Regions from separate parts of the Mus musculus genome. Here all the other regions are linked to region 2. The links are chromatin contacts, called in public Hi-C and HiChIP or PLAC-seq maps. All regions are on one chromosome and are shown on one strand. Each heading gives the region's core, a stretch centred on a gene start, on an enhancer-like site or on the middle of the called end of the contact. The rest is flanking DNA. Distances are from core to core; before and after follow the strand shown.

Region 1 (3,033 bases), core at 522-3,021, 480 kb before region 2:
ACCACAACATTGGCAGTTTCTTTTGTCATTGGGTAGGCCTCCACCCATCTTGAAAAGGTATCTATAAAAACTGCTATTGGTATAGATGTTAATGGGCCGCCCCTCAGCCATCTGAAGGGCCTTCTACTAGGAAGCTGCTTCTGTGTACCAGTTTGGAACGCCTGGCCACAGCTGGTTGCTTAGATCACTATGGATCCCGGTTTCTTCTGCAAGGATGTCCTCCTAGCAGTGAATGGGCAAGGACTTGTCCGTTTCAGGCAGGAGGGTAGCAGGATTGAGGATAGCAGGAGGAGCAAACACGACCCATTCAGTCAGCAACAGACTCTGGTAGTGGGTCATTCCGGCATTTGTCATCCATCGGTCTGGGGACTGGCAGATAATGCTTTCAAGAGAGTGGGGGGCTACCACAGTTATTTGCTGTTCCAAAGTTAACTTGTCGGCATCCTTAACAAGAAAGGCTACTGTAGCAACGGCCTTTAAACATGTGGGCCATCCGCTGGCCACTGGGTCCAGCTTGTTAGACAAATATGCCACGGGCCTCTTCTATGGCCCTAGAGCCTGAGTAAGAACCTCTGGCCACCCCCGCCCTCTCATCAACATAGAGGATGAAGGGTTTGGTTAGATCTGGCACAGTCAACAGGGCCTCTTTAATATTTTCAAAGGCTCTCAGATGTTCTGATATCCATCTGAATTCTCTACTTTCTTTGGTCAGGGGGTACAAGGGGGCAGCCAGTGTTGCAAACCCAGGTATCCAAAGTCTGCAGAACCCAGCAGTGCCCAAGAATTCTCTCACCTGTCTTGGAGTAGCCGGTGCCAGTATTTGAGTCACAGTCCTTTTTCTTTGTAATAGGCACATTGGTCCTTCTGTAAAGTCTTCTGGGCGGGTCTTCTTCCTCCAGGTCTAGGTTCCCTGTTGCCCAGGTACCCTGTCTGTCTATTCTCAGGCCTGTTTCTTCTTTCACACTCCCCTACTACTGAGGCCAAAATCCTGCTTAAGTTCCTCTCCTGTCTTCTATCCCTTTTATTCTCTCTCTCTTCCTCCGTCTCTCTCGTGATATACCTTTTTTGCCTCCTTGACTAAATCTTGTAAAGCCGTGGCATGTAATCTTTCTAGTCTCTGTAACTTTCTCTTAATATCTGATGCTGATTGCCCTATAAAAGCCATAGCAACCACGGCTTGTTGACCCTCAGAGGTCAGGTCAAAAGGAGTCTAGCGTCTATAAGCTTCCATCAATCTTTCCAGAAAAACAGATGGGGGCTCGGTAGGACCCTGCATCACCTCTCTTACCTTAGCCAAATTGGTGGGGCATCTCGCTGCTCCCTTTAGATCAGAGCCCGGTGGTAAACTGCCAACCTCTCTCTACCTTGAGCCATATTGTAGTTCCAATCTGGCCGGTCCAGAGGGAACCCAGTGTTAATCTCATTAGGTAGGTTGGTTGGGACTCCATTCACTCCGGGAACATTTTTCTGAGCCTACAGGAAAATGCGCTCTTTTTCTTCAGTGGTAAACGGAACCTGGAGGAGCTGCTGACAATCATCTCAAGTGGGTTGATGAGAAAACATAAGAGACTCCACCAGCCCCGTCAGGCTGGCCAGATTCTCAGAAAAGGAAGCATGGTTAGCTTTCCAACTGTACAGATCTGCAGAGATTGCGGGTCCGAGGGCAGGTCGCCCACAGCTGGCAGAGGAAAAGCAGAAGTGGTGTCAGGAGCTCCATCTGCTGGGGGAATCTGGGCTCATCGTCTCCGGGTCCTGGCTGCCATCCCTCCAGCTGTGCTGTGGAGGAGCAGACCCAGGGGGCGGGGGAGGGTAGAAGATAGGGTGAAGGGGAAGGAACTTGGGGGGAGCTGTGGGTTGAAGAGGAGGCTCCGTTTTGGGAGGAACCTTTTGGTTTCACTTTTGTTTTCGAGAAGAGTCAGGGCTCGGGAGCCTGACCTACACTGGGGAATCCATGGTTTGATCTATGACGATGGATTCTGGACGAGGTCCTGCCAGACAGTAATGTAAGGCTGTTGATCTGGGTGGGACCCAGGTCTGCTCTGAAAAACAATGGCTTTAACTTTAAAGATAAGAGTCAAATCAAAAGTCCCATCCGGTGGCCATCCTACATCAAAAGTCGGCCACTTGGAGGCACAAAAAGTCTGTCAAGGTCTATTCTTAATTTCTACTGAAAGATTATGGGCCCTTGACCTAACTTCAGTCCAGTGGTCTAAAGTCAAACTTAGGGGGGTCATTACAGTCTGTGCCATTGTCCAAATCACCGAAAACACGAAACAGGTACACACACACACACACACACACACACACACACACACACTGACAAATGCCCATCTTCTAATGGACAGACAAAACCAACTCAGAAATGCAAAAGGTCAGGTAAGTACATAAGTCCTCCAATCTAGGAAGACTACCAACTCTTCACTCCCCATCCCAGACGGACTCCTGGAGTCCTTCCCCTCACTCCAGGGCATCCCCCAGAGCGGGCAGTGGGTGATTCCAGCATGTCTGCTGTTCACACTCCATGCCTCATCTTGAGGTGCAGGTCTCCGCTTCTCATGAAACGTTGCAGCTGCAAATTTCAGCACCGAACATCCCCGGCTCACAGAAATATTTTTAGACAAGAAATCTCACCTCCAAGTGGGTCTTCGGAGATGTGGGTGGTCGCGCCAATCCCGGGACGAGCCCCCAATGAAAGACCTTGGAAGGGAGACCCTCACTCAAGTCTCGGGATAATAACGGACCCCCAAGAACTCACAAGAGACCAAGCTTGATGCAAACCACACGAGGCTTTATTGGGGGGGGGGGAAGCCAGAGCTCTGGGGACGACTCGTACCCCACACAGGGGTAGAGGAGTCGACCCCGAGGGGAAAGGGGTCCCAGTTTTTATAGGCCCCCAGGGGGGAAAGGAGAAGGAGGGAGTAGGGGATTACCCAATCTAAACAATGTCTAGTCTCAAGAAATGGGTATGGGAGGGGTCAAGGAAAGAGTCTGGTGCAGGTGCAGCAACTCAGGATTGGCCCCGGCTGTAGTTGC
Region 2 (2,758 bases), core at 40-2,539:
ATAAACAACAGCTGGACTCGGGCAGCTTCTGTTTTGCAGGTGGAAGGAGTCGGCAAGATGGAAAAGAGGAAGCAACAGGCTAGTATACGCCAGGAAACACAGCACATAACACTCATAAGGGCCTGGGGTTCTGGCAGTCTGGCCTCTGCGTCTGTAGTCAGGACCGCAGCGTTGACTAGCACGGTTGTGACAATCTTCTGTGATGCTTTGGTGCTTCGGCATAAAGGCACCCATTAACCTGCCCATTAATACAAAAATTAGCATAAGTGAAGGAAGACATTGGACCAAGGACCTAGTCTGTGACGCTCACTCTGATGATTACAGAGGCTTGTACAGAGAAGTTAACAGGTTTCAGATGTCACTTGGCTTATAGTCATTGTTAGAGAAGATCCTCATTAACAAGGTGGATATGAATTCTCACTTAAAAGAAGAGAAATGGAGGCACAAAGAGGGTTTTCTGGTTCTGTGACTCAATCAAAACCTTGCAGGAAGAGCTAACACCTCTAAGGGTTGACTGGAGAGAAATTAATAAAGATGTTTCCAGAAGTTTACAGAGATAGACAGAGGCAAACCAACCCCTGGGTGTCCATGCAGGAAGCTGCTTCCTACTGAAACCTCAAGGGGCAGGTACAGAAGGCGATGCTAAAACCCAGAAAGGGTTCCTAGTAGAGCTGGGGGTGGGGTGCTCCTGGTGGGAGCTGGGGGCCCAAAGGGACCTGCTCTTACCATCAGGAGGAAAGGGGAACCAGAGGAATAAACAAACACTGCGACTCTTCCTCCACGTAGCTGAGGTGGAAACAAGATGTCAAGGGAAACAAAACCAGTTCTCCGTGCATGGAAGGAGAAAGCCAGAGAACAACCGTCAGGGGAGGAACGATTGGAGACTGCCCAATTTGTGTGGTGACACCTGCAGCTTGGGCAGGGAATCAGTGAAGGATGCAACTTTTTTTTTCAATGGACAAAGAAAACGGAGGGAGGAGCTGTTGACGAAGAGCACGCCCAAACTTGACTGCAGATCCAGCTGACCAGTTCCGGACAGCGCTTAAAGATGCAAATCAGCTACAGACCTAACCTCACTTCACCCAGCAAGCTGGGCAGAGGCAAATATCTGGGTCAAACAATAGCCTAGAAAATAAGTAGATAAGAATCTAAACAGGTCGTTTCTGCTGCAAGATCCTGACATTGCAAAGCTCCAACCCTAAAGCTTCAATCAACAAGGACTGAATACATGTTGAATGAATACATTCTTCATTCAAACCAAATCCAGAGCCTGATGCATTTTGCCTGCTCCTTGCCGCTACTTAGGGCGCCACCTCGTGCCCATTTGCCTGTACTACACCCTCCCGCTTAAACCTTCACTTGGAAAGGTTTGTTGATAGAGGAGAGAAAAATTGGCTTCCAAGACAGACATTTTTCTAAAGCGGCTGATTTATAAAGTGGATTTCACACATTATTTTTCTTGAACAAAACTCCAAACACATGACTTAAAAACAATTACTTAAGGCAGTGTACCTAGTGTTTGGATATTTCTGTTCAACAACTGCTTTTAGAAAAAATGTTTACAGAAATTGGTTCGTTTGCATAGGAGATAAAGATAGCCTGCACGTCTTGCAGAATGTGACCTCATATACCTAAAACTTATTTAGGCCTCTGTTAGGGACTGAATGGTATCACATTCCCCCACCAAGATTCACTAGTGCTTCCAAACGAACATAACTCTGAGATGAGGCCCGTAAAGAGATTAAGTCCAAACACACCTTTTAGGGTGTCCCTATCCAATGTTAACGATGTGTTTATGGGTATTTTATTACAAACACGTAGGCACAAAGGGAGATGAACACGATGAGAAGCCATGAACGGGCTTAGGAGAAAGCAGGCTGCCTCTACATCCATCTCCATCTCCAGTCTTGTGGGAAGGAGCAGGCTAGAGGAAGCGGGCAATCTGCGGCAGCCTAGGTAGCATAATCTAGCTCTGATTTCTCTCCTAGGCAAGGTGTGCGAAGACACAGGAGACCCTGTCTCGGTGGAGGGAGTTGAGCTGCCACTAAGTAGGCTCTTGCCAGAGATTTTGGCCTCTGTGAAAAAAGAGTGGTCCAGCGAATTGGGAATGAAATGCCTTTGGGGAGTAGGGGGGTCCCTAGCACAATGACTGGCTTGCAGCACCTACTTCATGCTCTAGGATCAGCCTTAGCAAGAGTGTGGGCACAATGGTACCAGATTTCCCACAAGGAAACCTGTTCAGACCCCCTCTGGACCTTATGTAGAGAAAAGGGAAGCTGGTTACTGAGTGTCAGTAGAAAGCGCCCCCCCCCCTGCCCGCAATCTGTGGAGAGCTGAGAGACTTGCTTCCAGACAAGCGCCTTGAGGATGATGGCTTTATTGAGGGCACACACACAGTAACCTGGGGTTAGAAACATCGAGGAAGGAAAGATAGGTGGACTGAAGCAAACAAGCAAGGGAGGGAGGCAGGAAGTGTGCAGGGCCTTAGGACTGGACATGGGAAGGCCTCTGGAGCAGGCAGCCTCCCTGGAACCACAGCTCAGCTCAGCTGCTTCCAAGATCGATGCCTGGGCAGGGCCATTTCCTCATCCGGCGGCAGGCGGCTGGCGGCAGGTGGCGGACGGCGGGGCCATTAGTGACTCTGTGACCCACTCGCCGCCTGCCCATCAAGGCCCTCCTGAGCCATGGTCACCTGCTGTCCTGCTGCACTCCAGGTCTGCAGAGTCCAGGTGAGAACAAGGGCGCCCCCTGGCGGACG
Region 3 (2,988 bases), core at 157-2,656, 260 kb before region 2:
GACACTGCAACAGTGTTTGTATCAGCAACAATTTTAGTGTTATTACTATGCTACTTTATGTGTAGTCCCTGTTTCCTCTCAAAGCTATTTTGCCTTGATGATGCTGTCTAGGTTAGAAAGATATACACAGCCTGTGGGGTACTTATTTGGGAAGTAACCATTCTCACAGAAGCTGTCTTTCGAGACTATAACTGCAAAGGTCTTGTGATGGGCTGGGTTTTAAATTATTGTGTAAAATACTAGCAAATATGTCAAAAAAAAAAAAAAGCACACTCCATACTGACCTCTGAAAACCTCTAGGAGTATACTTTATAACTGTGTGGTTTTGCTGTTAGAGAGCAGAGATTGCTGTAAAATGGAATCATCTATCTTGTCTGCTAAGATGCAGAACTCAAGTTTTATTGGCTGCATGCTGTGGTTCCCCCAAAACAAAAGTTCCACCAATGCTGCAGTTATTTTTAAAAGTAATCTGTATTCCAATTCTTACAGCAGAGCATGGTTATAGATGCTTTTTTAAAAGTCACATCACCAGAAAATCAATACTAGAATCAAGCTTTTTTTTTTTTTTGTTTTTTGTTTTTTCAAGACAGGGTTTCTCTGTGTAGCCCTGGCTGGCCTCAAACTCAGAAATCCGCCTGCCTCTGCCTCCCAAGTGCTGGGATTAAAGGCATGTGTCACCACGCCCAGCTTAGAATCAAGTTTGGTAAATGGAATAATATTTAAAAACAAATCCACATGTACTTGTACGCACAAATGTATGAATTTTTATGTATTCAATCCCTTCTCCAATTCCAAACCAAATCAGGTTGAGCTGGGTAGACAGCAACCAGACAAAGAAAGGTATTTTCTCTGCCTCTCAAAGAGCCACAATTCTATCTGATGCAAGAATATGACAGACCTGGCAACCAGTGAGAGATAGATGGCATAACTACTTGTTCTACCATGAACTGGTAACAAAGTCTTCTTTAATGATTTGATCCAGCTGCCAGTCTGGCAGATCAATGTGGCTTACTGAGAAACTGTACCTTAGGTCCTCACTGCAGGTCCCTAGTACACCATTTATTATGTGCAAATGCACTGCCCAGAAGCTGCACTTCACCATCATCTAGCTCCAGCAAGAAAGGAAAATAAGAAAACTACCCCAGATCACCACTCACAAGATTTCTTATTCACGATCGAGACATCCAAATTTAAACTAAGGAGGAAAGGATACTATCACACACATCCTTTCAGTCAGGAAGAGAAAGCTGATATCTGTAAAGCCTTCAAACCACAGGAATTCAGAGACACTTCACATCAATTATTTAAGAAACAGCTAATCTCTTATAAAGCAAAGGAAAAGGAGGTTCAGGTCACTTGACCAGAGTATAAACACTGTTTGCTTCCTTCCTTTCCCTGCCAATAAAAAAGGAAGAGAGAAGCCTAATGAGTCCTCACAGAAAGCCGCAATCATTTTAAGGCTATTTCTCTGACCAAGAGCTATTTCTAAACAATGATGCACTTTTTGTAACTGTTAATTTTACCATATTTTAAAAGTGTTTATTTCATACAACATGTATGTTACAAATGTGTTTTGTGGTCAACACTAACAGCTAGTATGTTAATAGTTTGCATATTCACACAGCAAGACTTACATAAAACCCAAGAACTCAAAAATTCTCCTGAAATGCTCTTCCCCCTTTCTCAATGTTCACAAAACAAAAGCCATTTAAAACATTCTTGCTGGGCATTGGTGGCCCACGCCTTTAATCCCAGCACTTGGGAGGCAGAGGCAGGCAGATTTCTGAGTCCAAGGCCAGCCTGCTCTACAGAGAGTTCCAGGACAGCCAGGGCTACACAGAGAAACCTTGTCTCGAAAAAACCAAAAAAAAAAAAAAACCAAAACAAAACATTCTTAAGTGTTCCATTCGTAAAAGTCTTTGTTTCAAAATGATACAAGAAAGTGTAATAGTGACACTATAAGCTTTGTGTTTGAAATCTTGATAATATTAATACTGATGAATTTTAAGGCATGATTAGAGAATTATGGATGCTTTGAAAATAAGTATATAACATACGTTATATATAATAATTAAGTTATATAATCACATATTGTCATTTTTCTTTTTATGTTCATTTTTCAAAACTATTCTACCATCAAAACGGCCACCATTTTTTGTAAGGAAAGAAAAGGTTAGAAAAGAACCATATTGGCAAATTAGAAACAATTCAGAGAGAATCGAAGGATGTGGCCTTTAACTCAGAATTAATAATCAACCTCCTTAATGTCAAGTAATGGACAGCAAGAGCTGAGACCTGTCACAGGGGTAACTCAAGGACAATAAGCACTTTTGCGATCCCCAATCCAAAACTTTTCTATAGGAAGCTACAAGGATAAATCCCTTGAGAGCCCTTCAAAGTTTTGTCTACACTGTTTGGCTAAAGGCTAACAAGGTCTCTTAACTCACAGCACTAACACAGGCTACTTTCTTGCTTTGGGGGAAAGCTTTTCTAATGAAGGTCCCAGCGACAGCCTGGCCAAATGCTAAAGGCCCTGAGCTGAGCCTGTAGCTGCTGAGCCTGTAGCTGCTGCACCTGTGTTAGATGAGTGCTGCCTCTGCTTCTGCTGTCTTGCTCTCCTTCTTCCAGACAGGGCGTCACTATGTCCTGCAGCCCTCAGCCCTCCCTGCTCAGATGTCAGACTGAGGTCACAGTGTACAACAAACACCCCAACCAGCCTCTATGTTCCTCCTACTAAATAGTGCAGTACACCTTTGTTGAGTCCTAACAGGCACTGGAAACCATACTTGGGTTTAAATCCTGGCTTCATCAGGTAGCAGCAAATTGCTTTAAAGTCCCATTTTGGCTTCCTTACCTGTAAACAGGGCAACACCTACCTCAGAGAATTACAGGAAACTTTTATGAAATTACCGTGTATAAAGCACTTAGACTAGTGCTCAGCAAACCCATCAATAAGCCCTGCTCACTGAACTGTATTTAACTGCTGAA

The links. A called contact is a pair of places that touch in the nucleus more often than the background predicts. HiChIP or PLAC-seq counts read pairs in DNA pulled down with a chosen protein or histone mark.
Region 1: a contact with region 2 is called in a Hi-C map of bone marrow-derived macrophages, with 17 read pairs. The contact joins two enhancer-like sites. A contact is called at or near these places in 7 of 39 promoter capture datasets (the 3T3-L1 cell line, embryonic stem cells, hippocampal neurons and 3 more), 4 of 15 datasets of contacts at CTCF or cohesin (embryonic stem cells, hippocampal excitatory neurons, pro-B cells and 1 more), 84 of 484 Hi-C or Micro-C datasets (the 63-12 cell line, B cells, the Ba/F3 cell line and 52 more), 7 of 115 datasets of contacts at active chromatin or transcription factors (PVALB interneurons, bone marrow-derived dendritic cells, bone marrow-derived macrophages and 4 more) and 2 of 9 other capture datasets (adipose tissue and embryonic stem cells).
Region 3: a contact with region 2 is called in an H3K4me3 HiChIP or PLAC-seq map of bone marrow-derived macrophages, with 7 times the contacts expected there. The contact joins two enhancer-like sites. A contact is called at or near these places in 5 of 39 promoter capture datasets (the 3T3-L1 cell line, 3T3-L1-derived adipocytes, the C10 cell line and 1 more), 3 of 15 datasets of contacts at CTCF or cohesin (CD8 T cells, hippocampal excitatory neurons and pro-B cells), 114 of 484 Hi-C or Micro-C datasets (the 3T3-L1 cell line, 3T3-L1-derived adipocytes, the 63-12 cell line and 70 more), 22 of 115 datasets of contacts at active chromatin or transcription factors (T-cell acute lymphoblastic leukemia, astrocytes, a beta-TC-6 cell line and 18 more) and 3 of 9 other capture datasets (adipose tissue, liver and pancreatic islet).

The regions. Positions count from the first base shown.
Region 1 is chr5:148,309,225-148,312,257 of GRCm38.p6, forward strand. All of the region lies in intron 14 of Mtus2 (microtubule associated tumor suppressor candidate 2), which reads left to right. Among named protein-coding and RNA genes, the nearest start is that of Slc7a1, 89 kb to the right of the region's middle. Within about 2 kb of position 1,772, at least 77 of the 459 cell types and tissues checked have an H3K27ac peak or open chromatin away from gene starts, as enhancers often do. A contact at or near this core is called in bone marrow-derived macrophages and uterus, where this site is marked.
Region 2 is chr5:148,791,947-148,794,704 of GRCm38.p6, forward strand. It overlaps Gm36405 (a long non-coding RNA gene), which reads right to left. Exons shown (of 3, transcript XR_377235.2): 3 at 2,371-2,758. Among named protein-coding and RNA genes, the nearest start is that of 4930505K14Rik, 15 kb to the left of the region's middle. Within about 2 kb of position 1,290, at least 30 of the 459 cell types and tissues checked have an H3K27ac peak or open chromatin away from gene starts, as enhancers often do. A contact at or near this core is called in bone marrow-derived macrophages, olfactory sensory neurons and uterus, where this site is marked.
Region 3 is chr5:148,534,950-148,537,937 of GRCm38.p6, forward strand. The region is part of intron 1 of Ubl3 (ubiquitin-like 3); the gene reads right to left. Among named protein-coding and RNA genes, the nearest start is that of Ubl3, 16 kb to the right of the region's middle. Within about 2 kb of position 1,407, at least 39 of the 459 cell types and tissues checked have an H3K27ac peak or open chromatin away from gene starts, as enhancers often do. A contact at or near this core is called in bone marrow-derived macrophages and olfactory sensory neurons, where this site is marked.